Regions from separate parts of the Mus musculus genome. Here regions 1, 2 and 4 are each linked to region 3. The links are chromatin contacts, called in public HiChIP or PLAC-seq and promoter capture Hi-C maps. All regions are on one chromosome and are shown on one strand. The core of a region is the stretch at or near the end of the contact, and the rest is flanking DNA. Distances in the headings are between cores, read along the strand shown. Region 1 holds the start of Cmtm7 (CKLF-like MARVEL transmembrane domain containing 7). Region 2 holds the start of Osbpl10 (oxysterol binding protein-like 10). Region 3 overlaps Gadl1 (glutamate decarboxylase-like 1). Region 4 holds the start of Gpd1l (glycerol-3-phosphate dehydrogenase 1-like).

Region 1 (2,700 bases), core at 39-2,538, 1.3 Mb after region 3:
GCACCCGGCACACACATGGCGCACAGAGCTAGATGTGGGCAGAACACCCATACACATAAAATAAATTCACTAAGTTAAAAAAAAAATCAAAGAATCTATTTAAAAAAAAAAGTCTTAGGCAGTAGTGGCACACGCTTTTAACCCCAGTACTGGGGAGGCAGAGGCAGACAGATCTCTGAGTTTGAGGCCAGCCTGGATTCCAGAGTGAGTTCCAGGACAGCCAGTAATATACAGAGAAACCCTGCGTGTGGGCAGGGAGCATAAATTAGGACTAACCTGGTGTTGTTTGACTTCTAACACTGAGACAAACAAACTTCTATTCACCCCAGGTCCAATAACAGACCAGGAAAAGAAAAGTAAACATTCCATCATGAGACAAAAGAATCTCTCCTCTTTTCTTAGGCTGCTTTTATCAGACATTTTCTATGTCCTGAGATAGACGAATCTCTCTTCACCGAAGAGTAAGGTAGACAGAGTGACAGAGCAGGACACTAGACATCCTCCACTGGCCTCTGTATACACACACACACACACACACACACACACACACACACATACATACTTAAAAAGATGTACTGCGATGCTGAGAGTGGTGTCCTGATTAGCTTTAACTGTCGACTTTGACAGTGCCTAGAGTCACCTCGGTTGGGTATGGTATCATTCCAGCACCCGGGAAGCAGAGGCAAGGAGAATACCTGCGAGTTTGAGGCTAGCTGGGTTTATACAGGAGTTCCAGGTTAGCCAGTGGTACACACTGAGAGCCTGGCTTGTTTGTTTGTTTTGTTTGTTTTTGAGGCAGGATCTCTCTGTGTAGTCCTGGCTGTCCTGGGGCTCACTATGTAGACTAGGTTGACCTCGAACTCACAGAGATCCTCCTGCCTCTGCCTTCCTAGTGCTGGAATTAAAAATAAGTGCTACCCAACTCTGGCAAGAGAGAGTATGTTTTTAGAAAGAAAGAAAAAAAGGCAAAAATAACAACAACAAAAAAAAATAATAAGAAAGAAAGCAGAATGGTGGGAGGGTGGGGGAGGAAGGTCCTGAGGCGATGGACCTGTTTTTATTGCTGTAGGTGATGGTGGCACAGGTGCGTGCCCCGTGCACACACACAGAAGCAGAAATGAACAGCGCAGCACGGTATGCTCAGGGCATTTCCCCCTACTCGTGTCAGTACCTAGTAGCAGCCGCACCCACACAAAAAATCCCTGGAGGCTCATCACCAGCTGTGACCTGGGCGGTGCGCTCCTGGGAGAGGCCAGGGCCCCAGGCGTCCGGTTTCCTGCCCACGCCAGTCCAACTTCCGCGTGTCTAGAGGGCAGGGGCTTGCGGGGCATCTGCTCCCGAGTCCTCTCCGGGTCCGGCCGCAGCTGGGAAGAGGGAGCCGTGCGCCCCGCCCCTGAGGCTCCGCCCCGTCCCGTCCCAGCTTCACCGGCCAGAGGTCCCCGGGCCTCGGAGGCGGCCAGCCCGGGCTGGGTCGCGCGATGTCTCATGGATCGGGGCTCGTCCGGACCACGTGCAGCAGCGGCGGCGCGCTGGGGCCAGGCCAGCCCTCGGAGGGACTGCTGGACCGGGTGTACCCGCTCACCCACGGCGCCCTGTTCAAAGTGGCGCAGATGGTAAGAAGAGTGGAGTGGAACCTGGGGACCCGTACACGGGGCTGCACCTGGCCCGGACCTTGGGAGCACCGCGCGCCCCTTTGATGCCCCAGTGTCCCCCTAGAAAGTTCCGGGAACAGCCGACAGGATCCCTGGCCCCCTCACTTCTCCAGCTGCCTCCCTACCGGGCCCAGCTCACTTCCCCACCGAAACCCGGGGTGCGAGTTCCTCCTCGTCTTCCTTCCTCTTCTCCAGGCCGCACGTCTCGCACCCGGGCTGGGGGAGGGAGAGTCTCCTGCTATCCCCTGCCATCTCCAGGCCGCGCACGGGCTCCCGCCCGAGAGGGTAGAGCTCGGCGACAAGAGGGCTCGGCTTGACTTTCGAATCTCTGCTGGGGATCGGGAGAAGCGCCGCCTTTCAGACCATCGCCAGGTCCCCTGCGCCCTGTCAGCCTTCCGAGGCGCCTCAGAAGGCAGAACTAGTTAACTAGGTTAACTAGGCAGGCTTGTGGCTAGGGGGCTTCTGGTGCTCGCTTGGAGCCAGGCAGGGCAAGGCGAGCAGCCGGCTGTTACTGTGACCAGAGCTGCACAAAAGCTTCTGGCCCGACCAGAAGTTTACCAGGCCTGATCCTGTTCGCTCTCTACCCACCCTTCTTTTTTCCCTCCCGTTTTTGTTTTTCAACCTCTGTGCAAATGTCTCGTCTACAATACCTTTTCTGTTTGTGTGGTGTGTTTTGAAACTGGGCTGGGCCGTTTGAATTCCCTACTTATCATGGGTGGAGAGGGGAGTGGTGGTTTGTAGAAAGCTGCGGAGAGATGTAGGGACCCCAGTGCAAGGTCACAGACCCGGAAGCTGGGACCTGCCAGCGAAGCTGGAGCAGCCTCCCCCCTCCCCGACCCCCCCCCCCCGGGGCTGGTACAGGGCCAGAGCTTTGTGCCTTCCATAACCGTTATTTTGGATGCCTAGAGTGTAGAAAGGTGGGAGGAAGACGTTCCGCCTCTCCTGAGAAGGGTGCCTAAATGGACCAAGATTGGGACACAGGCAGTTTTAATACGGAACTAAAAAGGTCTGGTGCTAAGCAGTCTTGGATTTGAGTGGATGGTGTGTG
Region 2 (2,700 bases), core at 122-2,621, 1.1 Mb after region 3:
TGGCGACTGGCACACTGGCATACACATACAGACACACACACAACACACATGGGGGGATGAGGGGGGAGAAAGGGAGACAGACAGACAGAGGCCGTTGTGCCTGATCCTTAAGTCCTTCCATACAACAGAAGTCCACACCTCATCACCCCATGTATGCTGAGAACTCCACTCTCTGACATCCCGATCCTTCCAGAAGTCTGTCCATCACTAGACTTGCCAACTTCTTTTTTGGGGCAAGTTCTCCCGATGTGGCTCCGACTAGCCTGGAATTCACTATGTAGCCCAGGCTAGCCCCAAACTCAAGTCCACTGGCCTCATGTCTCTTAAGTGCCTAGCATTACAAGCATCTGCCACCACGCCCAATTCAAGGCTTGGCAACTTTGAGAGGGAAGCAAAGAAACTTCACATGCACCTGAACGGGGAATAATAACAAACTGCGCTGTTAAGCCACCCACTAGGGAAGGGATATGCACACCCTGGGAGCGGGACACTCCAAAGATGACAAGTGACAGGTTCCTTGTTGTATTTCAAACATCGTACTTTAACAGGAACTACGGAGTGGGGAGAACTGTGCTGGACAACGAGTGCCGAATGCTTTCTGCGCCCGGCACCGAGCATTCCCTCTCTGCGGGTCCCTCTCAACCCTTCTTCTTGGGTGTGAGAGACCCTCAGCAGGTAGGACACCGGAACTACCTAGGGCGCACCCGACGCCACTCCAGATTCTGCCAGCTTTCAGCACCCAAGGAAAACCAGGGTTCCTGCCTCCCTCCCGCTGCTGCGGCGCCCGCCAGGGTGCAGGAAGGACGAGGTGTCCAGGCAGTCCCCAGCCGCGGGTGGCGCCACGTTCCACACCCGGGGAGCGCGCGGGGGCGCGAGCGGCGGACTCCTTACCTGCTTTGCCAGCCCTGGAGGAGGTTGGTGTATTTGCTGAGCACGCCCTCGAGCGCCGGCTCCCTCCTTCGGCCGCCTCCTCCGGACGGGCTAGCCGCCACCGAGCCGGGACTGCTGCGGCTGCCCCCGCCGCCCAGTCCCGCGGCCCCAGAGCGGCTGGCCACCCCTCGGCCAGCCAGGGAGCAGGAGGGCGAGGAGCCCGCCGAAGTGGCGCGGCTGCTGCTCCGGCTGCTGCTATTGCTGCCCCCGCCACCGCCGCCGTCTGTGCTCTGGGCCGCCCTCTCCATGATCGCTGCGCGCCCGGGGAGCCGGTGGCCGCCGCGGTGGCAGCCCCGCCGCCGCCTCCTCCTCCTCCTCCGCCGCCGCCGCCGCCGCCGCCGCTGCCGCTACAGCTCCGGGCTCCCGGGCCGCGCGTGGCTGCTCTGATTCCCCGGGAAATGCCTGACTCATACAGGAGGAAGAAGAGGAGGAGGGAAAGAGGGCTGGGAAGGAAGCCAGCCGGGCTAGCTGCAGCTGCGGCCGCCCCTCCTCCCGCCTCGACCAGGGCCCGGCCCCGCCCTCCAGCCACTTCTCGGGCAAGTTCGGGGCTCCAGGTCCCTCCTCCTCCTCCAGCTCCTCGAACCTTGCAGTCGCTCGGAGCCCGGGCTAAGGATGCTCCTGGGGCGGGCCTGGCAGACAGAGTGGGCACGCCCTACATCGGCCCCCTTCACCCTAGCCTTTTGTTGCCCCCTCACTTGGATCCTGACCGGGGAAATCTCCGCACGCCCTTCTCCCCACCCCCAACCCACCTCGAGACCTGGAGGGAGGGACGGTCCTACCCACCCGGTACACCCGGATATGGACCCGCCCGGTCCCTGACACCAGCACGCTCCCTCTCGGTGTGTCGGCGCACAGGAGCCTGGGCCAAGCACGTACACGGTCACCTGAAAATTAGCCTCACTGAGGGAGCCTAGAAACAGGGCAGCAAGGCCCTCGGGGCTCTCCCATGGGTTTGAAAGCGGAAAGGAAGGGGCAGCAGGTGACTCTCCCAGGTGAGCAGGCTGTCAGCTGGGGCCGGTTCCACAAGTCAGAGATCGGATGGATGCACAGCGAATACCAGGCTAGGACTAGGTGCCTTCCAGTGAGCGTTCTCCTGACCTCACACGCTCACTTCACCCTGATCCCAGGGGTGATGGGCACAGACAAACAAGAGTGAGGAGTCACTGCGCTGGATACTGCACACCCGAGAGCCAGAGGGGCCCAAACCAGAGGGCAAATGAGAAGACTCACATACACACACTTCACTGTCCGCCAAGAAACTTCTTTTGCCCACCCACACGCTGGGTTCTTCTCAATCTGTCTTGCTCTTTAGCAAAGGCAGAGAGATATCGGGCTCTCTCCAGCCCACTAGTTATCGTTGTGGATATAAATATTCAATGCAATCTGGTTGTTTCTAAAATTAGAACTCTGAGAAGCTGGGACCTCTCCTTACACACACACATACACACACGATAGATGGATAGATGATAGATAGATAGATAGATAGATAGATAGATAGATAGATAGATAGATTTTTTTTTAATTGCTAGGTAGAGTCCATTCTCACAAGCACAGCCCCCAAGTCCTTTCAGCTTCACACCTGTCTGAAAGTTTTCAGAGGGTTCAGCTCTGGAGACGCCCATGCAGATGCTTCAGAGGTGATGGTAAGAGATGGCCACCACGTAAATAGGAATTCCAGGTGTCCACATATTATGAAAAAGTAAAACAGCCTTGCAAGAAGAAATACGAGAACCACACTGAAGCTGGGTGGGGGGGTCTACTCCTATAATC
Region 3 (2,700 bases), core at 162-2,661:
CCCGCTTGCTGCTTCCTCACCTTGCGGGCCCATCACCTGTAAGTCTCAGTTGGTCACTGTACTTGTGATTAGCGCAAGGTCCATTACTGGCTTTGAATTTTCTCAGAGTTGAAGCAAAGGAGAAGGCAGACACAACCAATCCTACACTCACTCATTCCAGGAAGCCGTCTACTTATCTTAATCTCTGTCTGCGCCATGGCACTGAATCAAAGAAACACAAATGTGACATTCTATGTAAATTCTCTTAACAACCAAAAAATGATTTTTTCAGGCCTGTGACCATCTTTCTCAACTTGGAAGTGGTTTCTCTTCAGGCTCCGCTCAACAACCTCCGTCTCCATCAATCAAGGTGAAAAATCCTCTTCTAATCCTCACTCAGACTCACAAAACATTGTTCCTTTTTCCCTCGCAGCTCAGGTACCATCTGCTGGGTAGCCTCACAGTTCTTACCTACTTACATCCTGAGACATAACACCAGCCAGATCTCAAGGCCTGACGACTTTGTTGCAGTGAAAGTGACTGTATGGCAAAGCCAGGACACTGGTGCCACGTGACTCCCAAAAATCACCCTCTTTCTGTCCAAATTGGGGACAGGCGATGATTTGAGAGAGGGAGGGACTCTTTGGCTCACCAGAGGTCGCAGCAGCAGGCTTCTCACATGGCACCCACACTCAGAAGATAGAGATACAGAAGCTAGGGCTCTGCCCACTTTTCCCTTTGCATTCAGTGTGGACCCCTTATCCAGAGAGTGGTGCTGTTCATATTTAGGGCAGATCTTCCATCTGCGGGTAGAACTTTCTGGAAATACCCTCACAGACACACCCAAAGATATATTCCACCAATGCCTTAGGTGTTCTTTAATCTAATCAACTTAGAATTAAAGTTACCCACCACTCTCCTTGGTCTCAGGTTTGACAGGAGATAGCATTATGTTGGCATATATAGTGTGTTACAGTACAGGGGCATAAATGTGTCATGGATAAAGAGAGATGACCAAGGGAGAGGTCACACCATCAGGTACGGCCACACTGGTCTGTAACTCTCAGGCAATGGAAAGCTTTCTCCCTCTAAATTTGCTTATGGAAAAAAAAACAAAAAACAAAAACAAGCCAAGCTCTGTGGGCTATGCTCACATCCATCACTGCCCCTTTATAGCCTGGGGCTTGCCCGTTCTCTTGACTCTCATGGTCTTCACACTCAGAGCTTTCTTGCGATCTATTTCTTTCTTAGTTCTTCCCTCCCTGGCATCTCTCTGCTGCTTAAGGCTCCACGCCAGGGTTGCACGATGAAGCAGAGGTCTGCCCTCTCTGCTTTTGCTGCAAGCAGAGCTTATCTTCCTCACTCCTGGTGGCCTTTTAACCTGCTCTATCCCTGCATATGAACTTGTCAAGGGCGTAGACCAAGTTCTTTTGATATTTGTCTCTCTAGTGCTTAACCCATCCAGCCCGCAGTAAATGTTTACAGCTGCCTGCCTGGTAAGTCCTTTTCTTTTCCTTCAAAGGGCAAGTTGAAGGGCTATCAACTGTCAAAAGCTGTTTAAATAATTAGTGTTTTCTCCAGTGAGAGGGGGAAAGGGATTGCAAGCCAGGGAGAGCTTTTTTGAACTTGGATGGAGTCTTCTTTGCTTGCCTCATGAGGAAAGATACAGAGAGAGGGAGTTGTCTAGCTGTAAAGGTACCAACACACGAATTCCTAAATGTGTGCATCACATGGCTGAAATTCCCAAGTATAATTTCAATACGCAGTGGGGATAAGGGATAAGGAATGTTGACTAAGGAGGCTGCACAGTCCTTGGAAAGCTGGAGGAGAGGCAGGATTTTGTCTGGAAAAACAAAGTGAGGGTTGCCGGGCTCCTTTTGTGCACTGTCAGCTCTCCATGGCTTCATGTGAAACCTTTGTTTGTTTACATTGCCTGGGCTGGGACTCAGGGCTTTGAAACCACAGGGGAATGTCAGGCAAGTCCTTTACCATTGAGAGACCTCAAGCCCTATGAACATGCTTTCAAGCACATTTTTTTTTTTCAGTTGAAAATCCAGGCTCAGCATCCTCTATTTTTTTTTTTCCTCCAAGACTCTTGGGTGCATGGTGCAGGCTGTTTTGGTAAAGAGAATGGGATGTTGCTGACTGGGTATTGGCACAGGCTAGGCAAGGAGTTAGATGTGATGTCACTGAGGAATACGGCAGTTGGATATTAGCAGTGGTGTCTCTGGATGGTCAGCATGCTCCCTTGTGGTTAAGAATCCTTGAAACTTCAGGTAGCTTGTTCACTCCATAGCCTACACATTATTGCTTGCCACATGGCTCTGACATGACCTGCTTTTGTGGGCTTTTCTAGAGGATCATGGGAAGAAATACTATACAAGAGAGATCGATCCGGCCCACCACAATGTTAAAGAATCTTAGGGTTCCTGTTGCTGTGTGGAGACACCACAACTACAGCAACTGTTACAAACGACAACAGTTAATTGGGCCTGGCTTACTGGCTCTGAGGTTCAGTCCATTATCATCATGACAGGAAGCATGGCGGTTTGTAGACAGACATGGTCCTGAAGACATAGCTGAAAGTTCTATATCCCAATCAGCAGGCAGCAGAGAGAGAGAGTAAGTCACTGGGCCTGGCTTGAGTTTCTGAAACCCTCAAAGTCTACCCCTAGTGACACACTTCCACATCTTCTAACAATGACATTCCTTATGAACGTA
Region 4 (2,700 bases), core at 79-2,578, 1.1 Mb after region 3:
TATGTAGACCAGGCTGGCCTTGACTCAAAGAGACTAATTTGCCTCTGCCTCTAGAGTGCAAGAAATAAACCTATTCTATTTTTAAATTAAATTTATTTTAAACCAGACATTAATTTAATGAATTTAATTTAATCCAGATAGTTGCCTTTAATCCCAGCATTTGGGAGGGAGAGGCAGACAGACCTCTTGTGAGTTTGAGGCCACCCTGGTCTTTAGCATGTTTTAGACCATCCAGGGCTACACTGTGAGACTCTGTCTCAACAAATGAATTAATTAAAATAAGTTTGTTTACTATTGTGAGGCTGTGCGATTCTCTCCTTCCTCCGTGGGCCCTGGAGATCTGACTTCCATTAGGGTTACACCTTTCCTTGCTAAGTGAGCTAGCACTCTCCATTCTTGCTTTTGCTTTGTGATAGGGGCTCACGTGACCCAGGTTAGCCTCAAACTCACTGTCTAGTTAAGGATGACATTGAACTGCCGATCGTCCTGTCTCTACCTCCCTGAAGCTGAGATTACAACACATTCCACCATCTCTGTTTTTCGCGGCCGCGGCGTGCCCAATTGCAGTACAGCAGTTTGGATGGCTTTTTTGTGAAGCTCTGGCAGGGAGAGAAAAGGGGCATGCCCTTTGGGTAACCGTATGAGGGGGACAGTTCAAGTTTCTGCTTTGATCCTGTGTAGACAAGTTTTCCATCCTGAAATGCAAGGGTACTTGTTTGCGACAAGGTGGCCTCCCATTTTTATTTGGCCAAGGATAACCTGGGACTCCAGATTCTCCCTCCGTCTCCCACGTGCTGTGATTACAGGCCAGAGCCACCAGGCGCTAGTGTTTGAACTTCCTGTGTTCAATCTAGTTCTCTACCAACTGAACTACGACGCCACCCTTGTAGAGTAGATACTCCCAGATCAATGGCAGAAGACTTAAAGCTCCAGGCTCGCTAGGAAATTCAGGGGTGCCTGGACTTGTCCCGTTTATACGAATTTGACAGCCGTTGTTAAAGCAGGCGCAGGCTCCAAATCTGGGTGAATTCATAGTCAACTACTTAGGCTGTCTAGGCTCCACCCTTAAGTGATAGTTGTCCCTGCGCAAATTGCGATTAGGTGACACTTGTATAAGTTGGGTCGGGCTTGCTCTGTCCAGGATAGTGACACTCAGCAGCAGGAGCTCAGAGCTCCAGTCTGCGCAATAACATTGGCCTGCACGTGGCCCGCCTGGAACTGAAAGGGAGCCCGCAGGGAGGTGGACTACACATCCCAACATTCCTAGGGCAGGGGTGGGGCGACACCGGAGGCTGACCCGGCCACCCACCCGGACCAGGCGTGCGCAGTGGTTCCTGGGAGTGGTGGGGCGGGTCCTCCGGGCTGTCAGCTGTGGCCCTAGGCGCCTAGGCAGGGTGGCGGTGGCCATTGGCGGACAGGAGGGCGGGGCGGGGTCGCCCGGAGCGCCTATACTAGGCCGTTCCTGTGGAGGTGAGCAGCCGGCCTGGGAGGCACAGTGTGTGTTGCAGCGATCCGACTTGCAGCAGCGATCCGACTTGCAGCAGCGATCCGGCTTGGCCCTGAGAGGAAGGCTGTGCAGCAGCGATCCGGCTTGGCCATGGCAGCGGCGCCTCTGAAAGTGTGCATCGTGGGCTCGGGGAACTGGTGAGCAGAGGCGGGTGGGCGGCGCGGTCTCCGCCTCCAGGAAGCCCCGGTTCCGGGCCGGCCAGGGTTGCTCTCCCGCTGCTTCAGCGTGGACACCAGGGCATCGCGGGTAGGCAGAGAGGCGGGCCTGCGACCGCCTGTCCCGGTTGGACACTGCACGGACAGAGGCCACGCCGAGGAACCAGAGCGCGAGGTGCGGGGCCAAGGTGGCCCGGGTGGTAGCGCGCACCGCGCCCGCGGGCACCTGTTTGCGCACTGGTAACCCTGCGGTTAGGGCCACCTGCTCGCCACGCCCGGGTACTTGGCAAAACAACCCAAGGGCGTTCTCTATTCTCCCCTGCCGATCACCCCCGTGGAGGAATTTGCAGAGGCTCAGTTGTCCTTACTGCAGTTTTGGGATTGGGGAAACGGAGGCACAGAGCGTGAGAAGGGTCCTTGCTACCTGGGACAGTGCTGGCTTCAAGAGACAGTTCTCATTTCCTCTGGCGAGTGGTTCCCAATCATGTTAACGTGGTATCCGAGAAGAGAAAACAAGCCCCCAACCGGGACGTGAGGGTCCCAGGGAAAGGTGTTTGCAGAGCTTCGCGTCACCACTGGGCTGTATTTTCTGACTTAACTTGTAAAGTGCTTGGTGCTTAGAGGGCTTTGAAGCTCCTCCAGTAGTTTGCATACCTTGGTGGCCCTTAACGCAGGAGAAGTTGGGGGTCTCCGTGAGAAGGAGGCAGAGTATGGTGCGTTCCAGACTTTTCCCGCGGCCCAGGGGTGGAACAGTTGAAGGCCATTCTCGTGGCTTCTGTCCCCTTCTGTTTTCCTGTGGTCTGACGCACACCACAGTTCAGGCTGCTAGAAGCGGTACTGTTCTGGAGTCGTCGGAGCCACCTGACTGGTCTTTGAAAACTTGGCTCTGAAAGGACTTTTGGAGGAAACCTTAGCTGGCTGGACCGGTGGCCTCTCCCCGGCCTCCTATTGCTGGCCTCTACCCTTGCGTTGGCCTCAGTCCTTTACCTGGTGCCTGGCATATACTAAATAAAAAAATTTTTTTTCTTTGAGGCAGGT

The links. Promoter capture Hi-C pulls out the DNA fragments that hold promoters and counts their contacts. HiChIP or PLAC-seq counts read pairs in DNA pulled down with a chosen protein or histone mark.
Region 1: a contact with region 3 is called in a promoter capture Hi-C map of second pharyngeal arch cranial neural crest, with 5 times the contacts expected there. The contact joins the promoter of Cmtm7 here to the enhancer-like site in region 3. A contact is called at or near these places in 5 of 39 promoter capture datasets (the 3T3-L1 cell line, cranial neural crest, hippocampal neurons and 1 more), 1 of 15 datasets of contacts at CTCF or cohesin (pro-B cells), 13 of 484 Hi-C or Micro-C datasets (cerebellar granule neurons, cerebellum, cerebral cortex and 5 more) and 3 of 115 datasets of contacts at active chromatin or transcription factors (astrocytes, embryonic forebrain and embryonic limb bud).
Region 2: a contact with region 3 is called in an H3K4me3 HiChIP or PLAC-seq map of embryonic forebrain, with 10 times the contacts expected there. The contact joins the promoter of Osbpl10 here to the enhancer-like site in region 3. A contact is called at or near these places in 5 of 39 promoter capture datasets (the C10 cell line, cranial neural crest, hippocampal neurons and 1 more), 1 of 115 datasets of contacts at active chromatin or transcription factors (embryonic forebrain) and 2 of 9 other capture datasets (adipose tissue and embryonic stem cells).
Region 4: a contact with region 3 is called in a promoter capture Hi-C map of cranial neural crest. The contact joins the promoter of Gpd1l here to the enhancer-like site in region 3. A contact is called at or near these places in 3 of 39 promoter capture datasets (cranial neural crest, hippocampal neurons and pre-B cells), 4 of 115 datasets of contacts at active chromatin or transcription factors (astrocytes, embryonic forebrain, embryonic hindbrain and 1 more) and 1 of 9 other capture datasets (liver).

The regions. Positions count from the first base shown.
Region 1 is chr9:114,780,581-114,783,280 of GRCm38.p6, reverse strand. Cmtm7 (CKLF-like MARVEL transmembrane domain containing 7) reads left to right here and starts at 1,288. Exons shown (of 5, transcript NM_133978.2): 1 at 1,288-1,613. The coding sequence starts at 1,479. Gm9888 (a long non-coding RNA gene) reads right to left here. Exons shown (of 3, transcript XR_003948087.1): 3 at 1,609-1,983.
Region 2 is chr9:114,977,156-114,979,855 of GRCm38.p6, reverse strand. It overlaps Osbpl10 (oxysterol binding protein-like 10), which reads right to left and starts at 1,371. Exons shown (of 12, transcript NM_148958.3): 1 at 892-1,371. The coding sequence starts at 1,178.
Region 3 is chr9:116,031,607-116,034,306 of GRCm38.p6, reverse strand. All of the region lies in intron 14 of Gadl1 (glutamate decarboxylase-like 1), which reads right to left. Among named protein-coding and RNA genes, the nearest start is that of Gm31014, 22 kb to the left of the region's middle. Within about 2 kb of position 1,411, at least 12 of the 459 cell types and tissues checked have an H3K27ac peak or open chromatin away from gene starts, as enhancers often do. A contact at or near this core is called in second pharyngeal arch cranial neural crest, where this site is marked.
Region 4 is chr9:114,932,615-114,935,314 of GRCm38.p6, reverse strand. Gpd1l (glycerol-3-phosphate dehydrogenase 1-like) reads left to right here and starts at 1,328. Exons shown (of 8, transcript NM_175380.5): 1 at 1,328-1,644. The coding sequence starts at 1,598.